Regions from separate parts of the Mus musculus genome. Here regions 1 and 3 are each linked to region 2. Evidence: chromatin contacts called from public Hi-C and promoter capture Hi-C data. All regions are on one chromosome and are shown on one strand. The core of a region is the stretch at or near the end of the contact, and the rest is flanking DNA. Distances in the headings are between cores, read along the strand shown.

The links. Promoter capture Hi-C pulls out the DNA fragments that hold promoters and counts their contacts. Hi-C and Micro-C count contacts between places; a contact is called where the count stands out from the background.
Region 1: a promoter capture Hi-C map of the HPC-7 cell line shows a contact between it and region 2. The contact joins the promoter of B430319G15Rik here to the enhancer-like site in region 2. A contact is called at or near these places in 5 of 39 promoter capture datasets (the 3T3-L1 cell line, the HPC-7 cell line, HPC-7-derived erythroid cells and 2 more), 5 of 484 Hi-C or Micro-C datasets (bone marrow-derived macrophages, cortical neurons, muscle stem cells and 1 more), 5 of 115 datasets of contacts at active chromatin or transcription factors (the 230-238 cell line, extraembryonic endoderm stem cells, large pre-B cells and 1 more) and 3 of 9 other capture datasets (adipose tissue, macrophages and pancreatic islet).
Region 3: a Hi-C map of the HPC-7 cell line shows a contact between it and region 2, with 2.8 times the contacts expected there. The contact joins two enhancer-like sites. A contact is called at or near these places in 1 of 39 promoter capture datasets (the C10 cell line), 1 of 15 datasets of contacts at CTCF or cohesin (pro-B cells), 38 of 484 Hi-C or Micro-C datasets (3T3-L1-derived adipocytes, the AML12 cell line, the BV-2 cell line and 23 more) and 3 of 115 datasets of contacts at active chromatin or transcription factors (CD8 T cells, astrocytes and large pre-B cells).

Annotation. Positions count from the first base shown.
Region 1 is chr9:92,540,947-92,544,427 of GRCm38.p6, reverse strand. B430319G15Rik (RIKEN cDNA B430319G15 gene) reads left to right here and starts at 1,559. Exons shown (of 1, transcript NR_029474.1): 1 at 1,559-3,481. Plod2 (procollagen lysine, 2-oxoglutarate 5-dioxygenase 2) reads right to left here and starts at 2,205. Exons shown (of 19, transcript NM_011961.3): 1 at 1,860-2,205. The coding sequence starts at 1,968.
Region 2 is chr9:92,224,569-92,228,007 of GRCm38.p6, reverse strand. It overlaps Gm31588 (a long non-coding RNA gene), which reads left to right. Exons shown (of 6, transcript XR_871012.2): 1 at 1-844. Among named protein-coding and RNA genes, the nearest start is that of Gm31588, 3.9 kb to the left of the region's middle. Within about 2 kb of position 1,722, at least 23 of the 459 cell types and tissues checked have an H3K27ac peak or open chromatin away from gene starts, as enhancers often do. A contact at or near this core is called in the HPC-7 cell line, where this site is marked.
Region 3 is chr9:92,483,460-92,486,896 of GRCm38.p6, reverse strand. Plscr4 (phospholipid scramblase 4) reads right to left here. Exons shown (of 9, transcript NM_178711.3): 5 at 3,034-3,076; 6 at 1,951-2,177. Among named protein-coding and RNA genes, the nearest start is that of Plscr4, 28 kb to the right of the region's middle. Within about 2 kb of position 1,811, at least 11 of the 459 cell types and tissues checked have an H3K27ac peak or open chromatin away from gene starts, as enhancers often do. A contact at or near this core is called in the HPC-7 cell line, where this site is marked.

The DNA of each region.
Region 1 (3,481 bases), core at 310-2,809, 320 kb before region 2:
AGCCACCACCTCTTTTTGACACAGGATCTCATTAGCCAAGCAAGCTTTGCCAAGCAGGCTACACTAGGTAGCCAGTCAGCTCCAGGGATCTGCCTACAGTCTATTTCATCCTCAATGGGGTTATAAGCACAGGCCACCAGGCCTAGCTATTAAGTAGACCCTGGGGATCCAGAACTCAGGTCCTCACACTTTTGGTACAAGTACTTTACTAACTGAGCCATCTCCCCAGCTCTGAATATTCTTTTTACTGACCAGCTGGAACACATTGACAAATAATGGGGGGGGGGGGGGTTGTCACAGGTGATCTGCACTCTTGAAAGCCCACTCATCTAGACAACTTAGACCTGAAAGATTATTTATGTAGTAATATCCATGTAGTAATTTCCAGTTATACTACTTCAGGGATAAAACTTACCACAGCTGATAATAAATCTGACCAAATAACCAAACAATGCATCTTTTGCATCTATTAGCTTACCACAGAACATGTGAAACCATCTATCTGTGTGTGTAACCAGAATGGCTACTCCTCACTTGGCTCCATTAATGCAGAAACATTTCCAACATTTAGCTCATAACTGAACTCTGGGCCCACCTACCACCACAGAAACCATGTCTCAGATATTAACCATAGGCTTTATATGAAAAACATTCGTATCTCAAATCCCCTGCCTTAGATATTACAATCCCTTAAAATTTAACATCCAATTCCATGAAATGTAAAAGCTTGCACAGGGAAGTTTTTGTTGTTTTTTTTGTTTGTTTGGGTTTTTTGTTTTGTTTTGTTTTGTTTGTTTGTTTGTTTTTAACCTCAAATTTAAAGGTAGCAGCCTGGCATGGATATACTCTGTAAACAAGTGAGAAGTCGCATCGAGGTGGCATAAAATAGACAGAAGCTGAAGCCAAACTCTAAAATTAGCAAATCCTGGCGGTTATTTTTACTTATCAATAAAAGCTTTTGGTGTTTTAACAAAGACCGTTTTCAGAGTAAAGTCTTATATTCTGTCTCTATTCTCATTTATCTGTGTGATTTTTCTAGTACTATGCTGAAAGAAATACCTTTGATATGAGATAAAAGTTACTTCAAAATCAGAATACTCATACAGGTTCAGATTTCCCTGTGACTGCAGCCAACAAAGCGAGCACTGTTCCACAGAACCAGGTGCTTCTGAGTCCTTAAGTTTCACCTATTGCGCCATGAGAAAGACAAAAACCGATGGTTACAGGGTCCAACTGGACTTGTGCCAAGTGTTACCCTCTGAATTGGAATTCCAAGGTAGAAATGTTTGCTCCTCGCCTTAGTTTCCAGAGGAAAAGAATCTAATTAGTTACTATAGAATGCAAAATTAGCGCATCCACCCACTCATCACCAGAGTGCATCGGGTCATTTAAACGCAAGGCTCAGTTCCAGGGAGCTGAGCCCAGGGCCCAGAAGTAGAAAGGACCAAAGAACTCCCCTGCGCGATACAGCAGCGCTGCAAGTCCCGTTGAGACAAATAGGCGGCGGGGCTCTCCTCTGGCTGAACCCAGAAAGTTTTGTTCACACGAACTTGCCTCCAACTACTAGCTTTAGCTCAGCTTCCGAACACCGGCCAGGGCCAGGGCTCAGGGACGCCCCAAAGTGTAACGGAAGGAGGAGTGGGTGGGAGCACACTGGGTCCGATCGTAGCCGGGTCCCGAGCGCTGCGTGTAGACAGAGGCAGGATGGCAAGCTGCTTCCCGGGGCGCAGGAAAGGAGGTCCCTGCCAATCTCAAAGCAGGGAGCCCCGCGGCTAGGTCCCGCAGGGATGGAGCAAGCAAAGAGGAAACATGCCCAGTTCTCTCTAGACCGCCGGTGGAAACCAGCAAGCAGAGCTCACCTGCAGGGATGCGCCCGGGCGTCTCCTCCGCCACGCCCAGGCCGGCCGCCCAGGAGAGCAGGGCGAGCATGGGCATCAGCCGCCCCGGCCTCGCTCCGCGGTCCCCCATCCGCCCCTGAACCCGGGAGCCGAAGGCCTGTGGCGAGGACTTCTCGCGAGACGCTGAGACCCCGAAGAGCGCAGGACCAGACGTGAGCCCGGGGCTGGAGCGGAGGGCGGACTGGGAGGACTGCGTGGGTACCGAAGAGCACGGAGAGGATTGAGCGGACTTCGGCGGAGTCCGAGCGCAAGGAGCGGACGACGGAACCGGAGGCGCCCGCGGCGCGGGCTTAAGAGCAGCCAAGGAGGGCGGGGCCAGGGCCGGGGGCGGGGCGCTGCTCCGGGACCCCGCGTCCCGGGCTATCCCGGCTGCACCCCCACCCTCCGAGTCGCCTACGCCTACGTGCACCGCCTCACGCCGGGGCTCCAGGGAGCTTGCTTGTGGAACGTGCGCCCCTCTGCTCTCCCGGGGTTCCAGAAGCTTCCTCGGCACGCCCTGGCTAGACCTTCTTTCTCTACTGAACCCGGCGCTCCCGGAGGTGAGTGGTGACTGCGAGGGCTTCAGTCTGCTTGGCTGAGTAGGCGCTTGTCACACTCCCAGCTGTTCCTTCTGAACTTCGCCATCACCGTGTCAAGGAAGGCCATGCTTTGATTTTAGTCTGTAAACAGAAACTTTTCATTGTCCGGTGAACATCTCTGCCGCTGCTGGTGCCAGGAGAGCCATAGACTCTTTCCAGTAATGAAGCTTGTAAACCCGACGGAGTCCAAGCCCAGCTTGGGCAACCTGAGGCTGTGCTTTAACAAGATCGCCCTGCCAGGCACATGGAAAATTACTTCCGAAGATGTAGAGGAGCCATTCCTGGTCTCCTGGGAGCTACCTCCACTGCTTTGGGTTTTGATTAGTATGTCTATGCAAAGTCATTTGTCCTCTGGTTTTTACACTTTTAGTCCCAGGATTTAAACTGAGTTGTGCAGGGGTGAAAGTTTTGACAACTTTGTCTCACACACTCCGTGTATGCTTAAAAATGAAGAAAGAATCAAATTGACCGCGTTCAAGAAGCTCGTAGTTAAATCTTCCTGCAATGGGAGGAGAAAGGAAATACTCGTTCTAAGTCTGATTTTTTAAAGTTAAAATTACTCAAAGTTTATGATCACAGGTTTTGTAAAATTGGCATAAATTCAAGAGGAATACTAGCTAGCAGATTGAAAGCAGGTGGGAAAATGTGTAAATATTAGGAGTGTGACATTTAAAGGAAAAAATAATCATGAGACTGAGCCAGTCCTTGCTGTTTTGAAGGTCTTGGTGTGTCTGTCCTCCTCCCTCTTTTTAATAAAGGAAAATTGGGGAAACTTCAGACATGAGTAGAAATAGTCAAAGAAATGGAAACTGTGATTGCAGAAGAATGGAGTAAGGAAGAATGAAGTGAAACTTTTTTTTCTCTGAAGAGGGTCAGCTAAGAAGTGGATTCTTTTACAGTGTGGGTGGCAGGTGCAGCGTCATGAATCCAAGCAGGGGCAAGTAGAATCAGCCCTCAGAAGAAGGGCTGGTCATTTGGCTAAATATGTTTCCAGAAATCCAGACT
Region 2 (3,439 bases), core at 473-2,972:
GCATGTGTATGTAAATTATATAGAGGCCCGAAGTCTGGTCCTAAATTGTTCTCTTCCTTATTTTGTAAGACAGAGTCCCCCACTGACCTTGGAGTTCACCCAACCAGGCTAGATTGGCTGGCCAGCGAGCCTGAGAGATCCTCTTGCCTGCCTCTCTATCACTGGGATGACAGGTGTGTACTGTCATCTGGCTTTTTATATAGATGCCTATGATCTGAACCTGGGTCTACATGCTTTCATAACAAGCAGTTTTCTGCCTGACTGAGCCATCACCCCAGCAACAGGGTAGTGATTTTAGATACTTCCTCAGCCCCAGCATCCACACCCATTTGCTAGGTGGACGATTGAAATACTCTATTCAACAGAGATTTGCAGGTTGGCTTTCTCTAGAGGCTTCAACCAGACACAAAACAGTAAGTGGTGTGCCTTTGAAAGGTTGATGTTGGTCCTGGCCCCAACTAGCTCACTAGCTGGGATCGTTTCCACCTACCAAAGTTGGATCTACCCTTGCTGCCCGAGAGGGTAGACAACCCACCCAAAAGCTCTATTTCAAAAGGCACAGAAAATACTTATCTTATTTGAGTACTTTTCTAGTCACTGAATTTTCCAAGGTCTGTTAACTGAAGGATAAAATGCAGGCATGACTGGCTGTCAGCCTACCTGGCACTCTGTGCTTCTAAATTAGGAGCATGGCACACCATGCTCCTGAGAATTCCCAGAAGTCAGAACACTGAATTCTGAGGTGACATGAATAACCTGCAGCTGGATTGTCTTCATGGCTCCTTCCTTGTGCTCCTTTTGCATAGAGACCCTGGTGACAAGAGAGCTCACTGTCCAATCTGAGGTAGTGTGTTAACCAATAACAATTAATTGATAGTTTTCTGCTATATAAGTGGTTGTTTGCATAAAATAAGGCAGACAGTGTTCCCTAACCATCTCCAGAGAGGTTAATCTCTGTGCTCTTTACCAACCCTGTGGGCATGGTAGTCTTGTTAGGAGATGCCCTGGTGACTGTTGTGGTTAGAAACGGATAAAGAGGTATTAAGATATGTTCTCTGGGGGGTGTGGTGACAACGACAGTTAACATTTCTGTAATCTTTGTTTTAATATTTGACAACTTTACTCTTTTTAAATATCCGTATTAAGACCATAAGATCCATAAAATATTTTTAAAGTTAACAACCAAGCTTGATCATTTAATAAAAATGTTACACTCCAAATGTTCTGAGTGGTTGGAACTTAATTTCTTAATTGTAACAGCAAAACGCCTACTGAGAGAGGAGACATGGCAGAAGACACTTTGTAGCAATGTGAACCGGTGCTTGCAAGTCTGGTCAAACTAGAAGTTGTAGCTGAGTCCAGCTGTTTCTCCGAAAGCACAGGATCAAGTGCTGTGTTAGCACAGATACAAAAGTCTGAAAAACTGTTTACAGAACTTCCCCGTGTGAGTTTGGTTTGCAAGGATATGGCACTTAGGGGACAGGAAACAAGAATAAAATATGTCTCAAGACTGCCCCATCCCCTAATTTTTACTTTCATGAGGAAGTACTAAAGAGGCCCATGTGAGGCTATCTTCTTCAAGTTCTGATACTCCAGATCTACGAGAGGTTGCAGGTCTGCTCTATCACAGCAGCTAGATCTACAAGGAAGATGAGTCAGATGAGGGAGAATTTTCAGTGGCCTTAGGCCAGTGAGTACTTGATGTCACTTTTCCTGGAGTGGGGGTGAACAGAACTGAGTTACTAATTGGTGTCATGGACTACAAGGCCCACAAGGTAGTAGTGTTGCCAAGAATGGGGATGGCTCAGTCAGTTAGTTGAAGAGCCAGAACTGTCAGGTTTTGAAGGACCAAGGTGTGTCCCTGGAATGTACCAGATGTTAAGTATCCATACTTTCAACTTCTCTGTGAAGGGTGATTACATGATTTAGATAAACCTCATTTGTTGAGAGTGTTATTGGCTAGATTACAATAAATTCTAAAGGCCATGAACAAATTGATGGGTGTGAAATCAGGGCTGCATGGGTTGACGGGTCTAAACCACAAGCCATCTGAGCTATGGCAGTCAAGAGGAACATGAAAACTGATAGCTGATGGAATAGTCTGGTTTGTCAGTGAAATTCATTCTTTCCAGGCCTTTGTGTAACCAGCTCTGACTGTAGCTGCAGCAGGATCTCCATGCATGCCAGGGAACCAGTCTGGGTTCTGAAGTTTGGCCTTGATTCCTTGATTTGTCTTAGCATCTCTCCTGGAGCTATGATGGCTATTGGTTTGTTACTGATGCTACAGGAGCTTTCCAGGGACTCAGCAAGTAAGTGGCAGAAAGGGGGCATGGATATCAGGATGTCCGTGAAGTCCAGCACTATAGTAAGAAAATAATTGCCTTGAAGGTTTGCAGAGGAAGCTTATACATGTTAATAGTTGAGCCTGACATCTGTGCAGTCTCAAAATCCCACTAGTAAAGAGTCTATTTCTTCTCTCACCTTCCAGAGTTATCTAGTGCTTGTCTACTTGTGAGGACTTTTTGACCTATACCTATACTTTGACCTATACTTTTTGGCATTTTTGTATGTGTACTTTCACATTTCTGGGACTTTGGGGTTTTGGATCCAAATATCTATGGCATTCAAGAGAACTTTTGGTTGGGAGGTGTCTATGGGATTTAATTTTTGATGTAGGAACATGTGATCATCCCCAAGTCTTAGTGTTCAATTCACTGATATTTCTCTTAACAGCCTTTTTGGTTTTTGCTTTTTGCTTCAATAAAGAATCTGAAAGAAATTGGAATATTGTCAGGATCAAATACAGTCAGTGCTGTCAAACTCTTCCAGAAATTAACAGTTAAAAAAGAATTGAAGTTTTGAAAAGAGAGGTCTATCTCATGGCAGCTGTCACAACAGTGCTGGGACCACTAGCCTGCAGAGAAGTTGCCTTGGCCTTACATAAAATCCTAGATGAAGACATCAGCCGTCTATTGCCTGTTCAACCTTGGCCTTATTCTGCATTTCCTAACCTTTGTGGCCAGGATATCATTTCAAAATATCATATGCTGTCTCCTTCCTCTTCATTTTCAACCCTTGCTTGGCCTTTGCTTCTTTGAACACACTGAGGTCCACTAAGACATGCTTTCCCCCTCTGTGTTATTGTTGCATATATATGACCATCTATGCTGTTTTTGTATTAGTTTGATGACACAGTTGCTTCATGCATTCATAGTCCAGACTGTTGCTCCTTTTGCATGTCTGTGGCCTGGCAGACAGAAGAGTGGCCTTGTGCCTGTGTCCCTGGAGGTCCTGTGGTGGCACTGGAATGCCATCATTAGACATAGCATTTCATCTTATCTCCTGGTGCTTCTGCTCCTCTTCCTTTTGTTTGGGAAGCTAAGCTTACATTGAAAGCAGCTTCTAACTCCTGGGGAAGGCCGAACAGCAGAGGAATTGC
Region 3 (3,437 bases), core at 562-3,061, 260 kb before region 2:
TGACTTCCTTGAGGAACAAACTGCAGAGCTTCAGAATGAAATAGTGGCTGCCAAAAAACTAGTGGTGAAAGCGAGGATGAGTGGGAAGTTTGTTAATGGAGATCATTTCCGTAGTAATGAAACTGGCGACATTGTGGGCCACAAAGCAAGCCTTAACAAATACAGAGAATTGAGACGCTTCCTTATAGTCTGTCAGACCACAACAGAATAAAACTAGAAACAGCGTGAAGGAAAACTATAGAAATGACACCAGTACTCGCACACTTTCTATGAACACTGGATCACTGAAGAAATCAAGGAGAAACTTGAAATAATAATACATTCAAGTTGAAATAACAACAAAGCTTCTCAAATAACCAGGACGCAGACGGGGCAGTTCTAAGGGAAATGTTGGAGCTGGGAAGGCCCCCGTTAAAGGTCAGCTCTCAAATAATCTAATGAGTCACTTAAAGGTTCTGGAAAGTTAACAGCAAGCCCAGTCAAAATGAGGTAGATGGTAAGTAATTATAAAGATTAGGGCAGAAAACTGATAACTTAAAAAGATACACAAGCTCAACTAAAATACTTTATTTTTGAAAAGATGAACAAGATTGAAAGATCCCTAGCCACATGAGCCAAAATAAAAAGAGGGCAAAATTTAACAAAATTACAGACAAGGGAGAGGAATTAAAACAAAGTCCAATGTAATCCAAAAGTACCTTTAGGCAATGCTATGAAAACTTTCCGAACAGCTTAATGCATATCATCTGCAAAAATTAAATCAAGAAGATATAAATAACTTAATCAGAACAGTAATAACCAACAAGATTAACTGAGCAAAGGTAGTGTGTTCCCTTGGTATCAAAACCATATAATGGCAGAACATAAAAGAAACCCACAGAACACTAGGCAGAAACCTCTCAGGAAAATACTGGAAACTGAATTCAAGAACTCATTAAGAAGATCATACTTCATGACCAGTGATTATATTTCATGATCCATTTCAAGTGGCCAAGAACCCGGGTCATGCTTATAGAAGAAAATCTACTATTACTGAGCTAACAGAACATAGCAATAAAATGACTCTCAGTGACCTATTGCTATACCCATCGCTTCACTTGACCCTCATCAGAAAAGCTTCTTGAAGCAGATGGGAAATAACACAGAGACCCACAAGTGGCCAATATACAGAGATAAGGATGTGGGTTCATTCAGCTCTAAATGGAATGTCTCCATCTACACCTACAATCTCAGGTCTTAGGATCTATGCAGAAGAGGAGGTAGAAATGTTCTAAGAACCAAGAGTGATAAATGACTCTAAGGGAACAGCATCTTCAGGACACATGGCCTCACAGAGACTGGGACACATGTACAAGTTTGTTATTGTTTTTTTCTTGATTGCTTGCTTGTTTTCTGCAACAATTCTTTTTTCTGGACCTGCGTTATGGCACACGAGAAAGACCAAACCACAACACAGCGCATGCACACTGTATGTCTAACTCTACCATCTTCAGGGTACTTCTGGATGGCATTACATCTACTTTTAAGACTTTTTTTTTTTTTTTTTTTTTTTTTTTTTTTTTGCAGAAAACTGTAGGCTGTGATTGGCTCCTGCAATCAAAAGTCCTTCCCCATTTGTCATCTGTGGAATATGTTGATACCATTGTATAACATATGATTACTGTCCTTCCCTATAAGTACCTAATTCATCAGAAAGTAACTACTGCCAAAGCAGCCTCAAGTTGTACTTGATGCTCCCACCCCAGCCCTGCCACCTATCTAGCACATAAGGAGAGGAAAACTGTTAAGGTCTGTCTTGTGATATAATTAAGCTTCCTTCCTCTCCCCTAGTTTCAGTTTCATTCTGAGCAGTAGGGCTAGAAAGCTTTCCTTCATGTTTAGGAAGAAGACCAACCATTGTGTCAAGGGCAGATCAGGAAGCAACTCTGAATCCCACCCCTGGTCTCTGACCTCTTGTCTTGCACAGGGGCAGCAGAAGCAACAGCAGGTGCATCGGAAAGGCCTCTGCATGGTCATGATCTCTCGGCCCAGGCAGTCAGTGACCCGGAGCACAAAGGGTCGTAGGTTCCGATAGGCATTCCTGGTAAAGTCATCTGTGTCTTCAGTTACGATATAGACCATCTGGTCTATGTTGTTCTTGATGTCATATCTATTATTAGTTTCAAAACGTGTCATCACTAAAAGTTAGAATGAGAAAAGGATCTTAAGTTAGAACCAGCTGAGACAGGCTTCAGACAGCCTTCGTTATTTAATGAAAGAAGATAAAGGAAGGAGAAGAAGGATGAAGAGAAGGAGGACAATGAAAACGATGAAGACGACAATGAAGACGACGACAAAGACGACGAAGGAGACAGAGGAGGAGGAGAAGTAGTAGTTGTAGTACTTGTGGTAGTAGTGGTGATAGTAGTATGATTGGAGCTGAAAGCCAAAAAGATTTTTAAAAATTTCAGGTGAAAAGGTGAAATACAACCATGTGAGCCATTAAGCATTCTCAAAATGTCAAACATTTGCTAGGTTTATGAAATTATTTTCACAGTTTTCCCACATAAAAGTAATAGATAATACAATGTTCCTGAAATATTGGAATCCAGAAAATGTTAATAATAAAACCAGTTTAACGAATCACACATCAGACTATGATTTAATCAGCTCATGAAATGGACAAAATGACTGGAGACATGGTACTTGTGAATACGAAAATAAATTCAGAATGACCAAAGCCAGCTCCTACCTTGAGCACAAGGGACCTGCAGGGAGCTGAGAACCAAGCCACCTGACTATGATCGTCTTTCCAGGGGTCCATAGATGAAAGATCATCAGTGCATGGAATAGCAATAGATAAGACTCTATATAATAATTCACTCTACTGCTTTTATGAATATAAAGTAACAGAGAATAGTCTTCTCTCTCTGAATCACTAGAAAAGGCCATCAACATAAAATGAGGGACTAGGTATGAAGTAATACAAATTTCCATCTGATTAAAATACCTCTAATCAAAACACAATGTGAATCAGGACAAAGTTATACATACGTTCCAGAGGCTCAACATGCTGAAGAACGTGTATGTTGTCCAACTGTGGGGACAGAACAAAAGCAATTAGAAGACAGAAAGACAGAATTATGTGCTTGGGGTTCAGGGGTGTTAAAGAGAGTCTGAGATGTTGAGAGGGAGCCATGGACTGAACATTCTATGATCCTCTCTCTTTGTCTAGTTTTCTCTTCTTATTTTGTTTTTCATTTTTTCTTTTTCTTTTTTCTCCTTTTTTCGAGACATGGTTTCTCTGTATATCCCTGATTGTCCTGGAACTCACTCTGTAGACCAGGCTGGACTCGAATTCAGAAACTTGCCAGTTTCTGCCTCCTAAGTGCTGGGATTGAGGGCGTGCGCCACCATTGCCCAGCTGTTTTTCTTTTCTTTTTTTTTTAAAATATTTT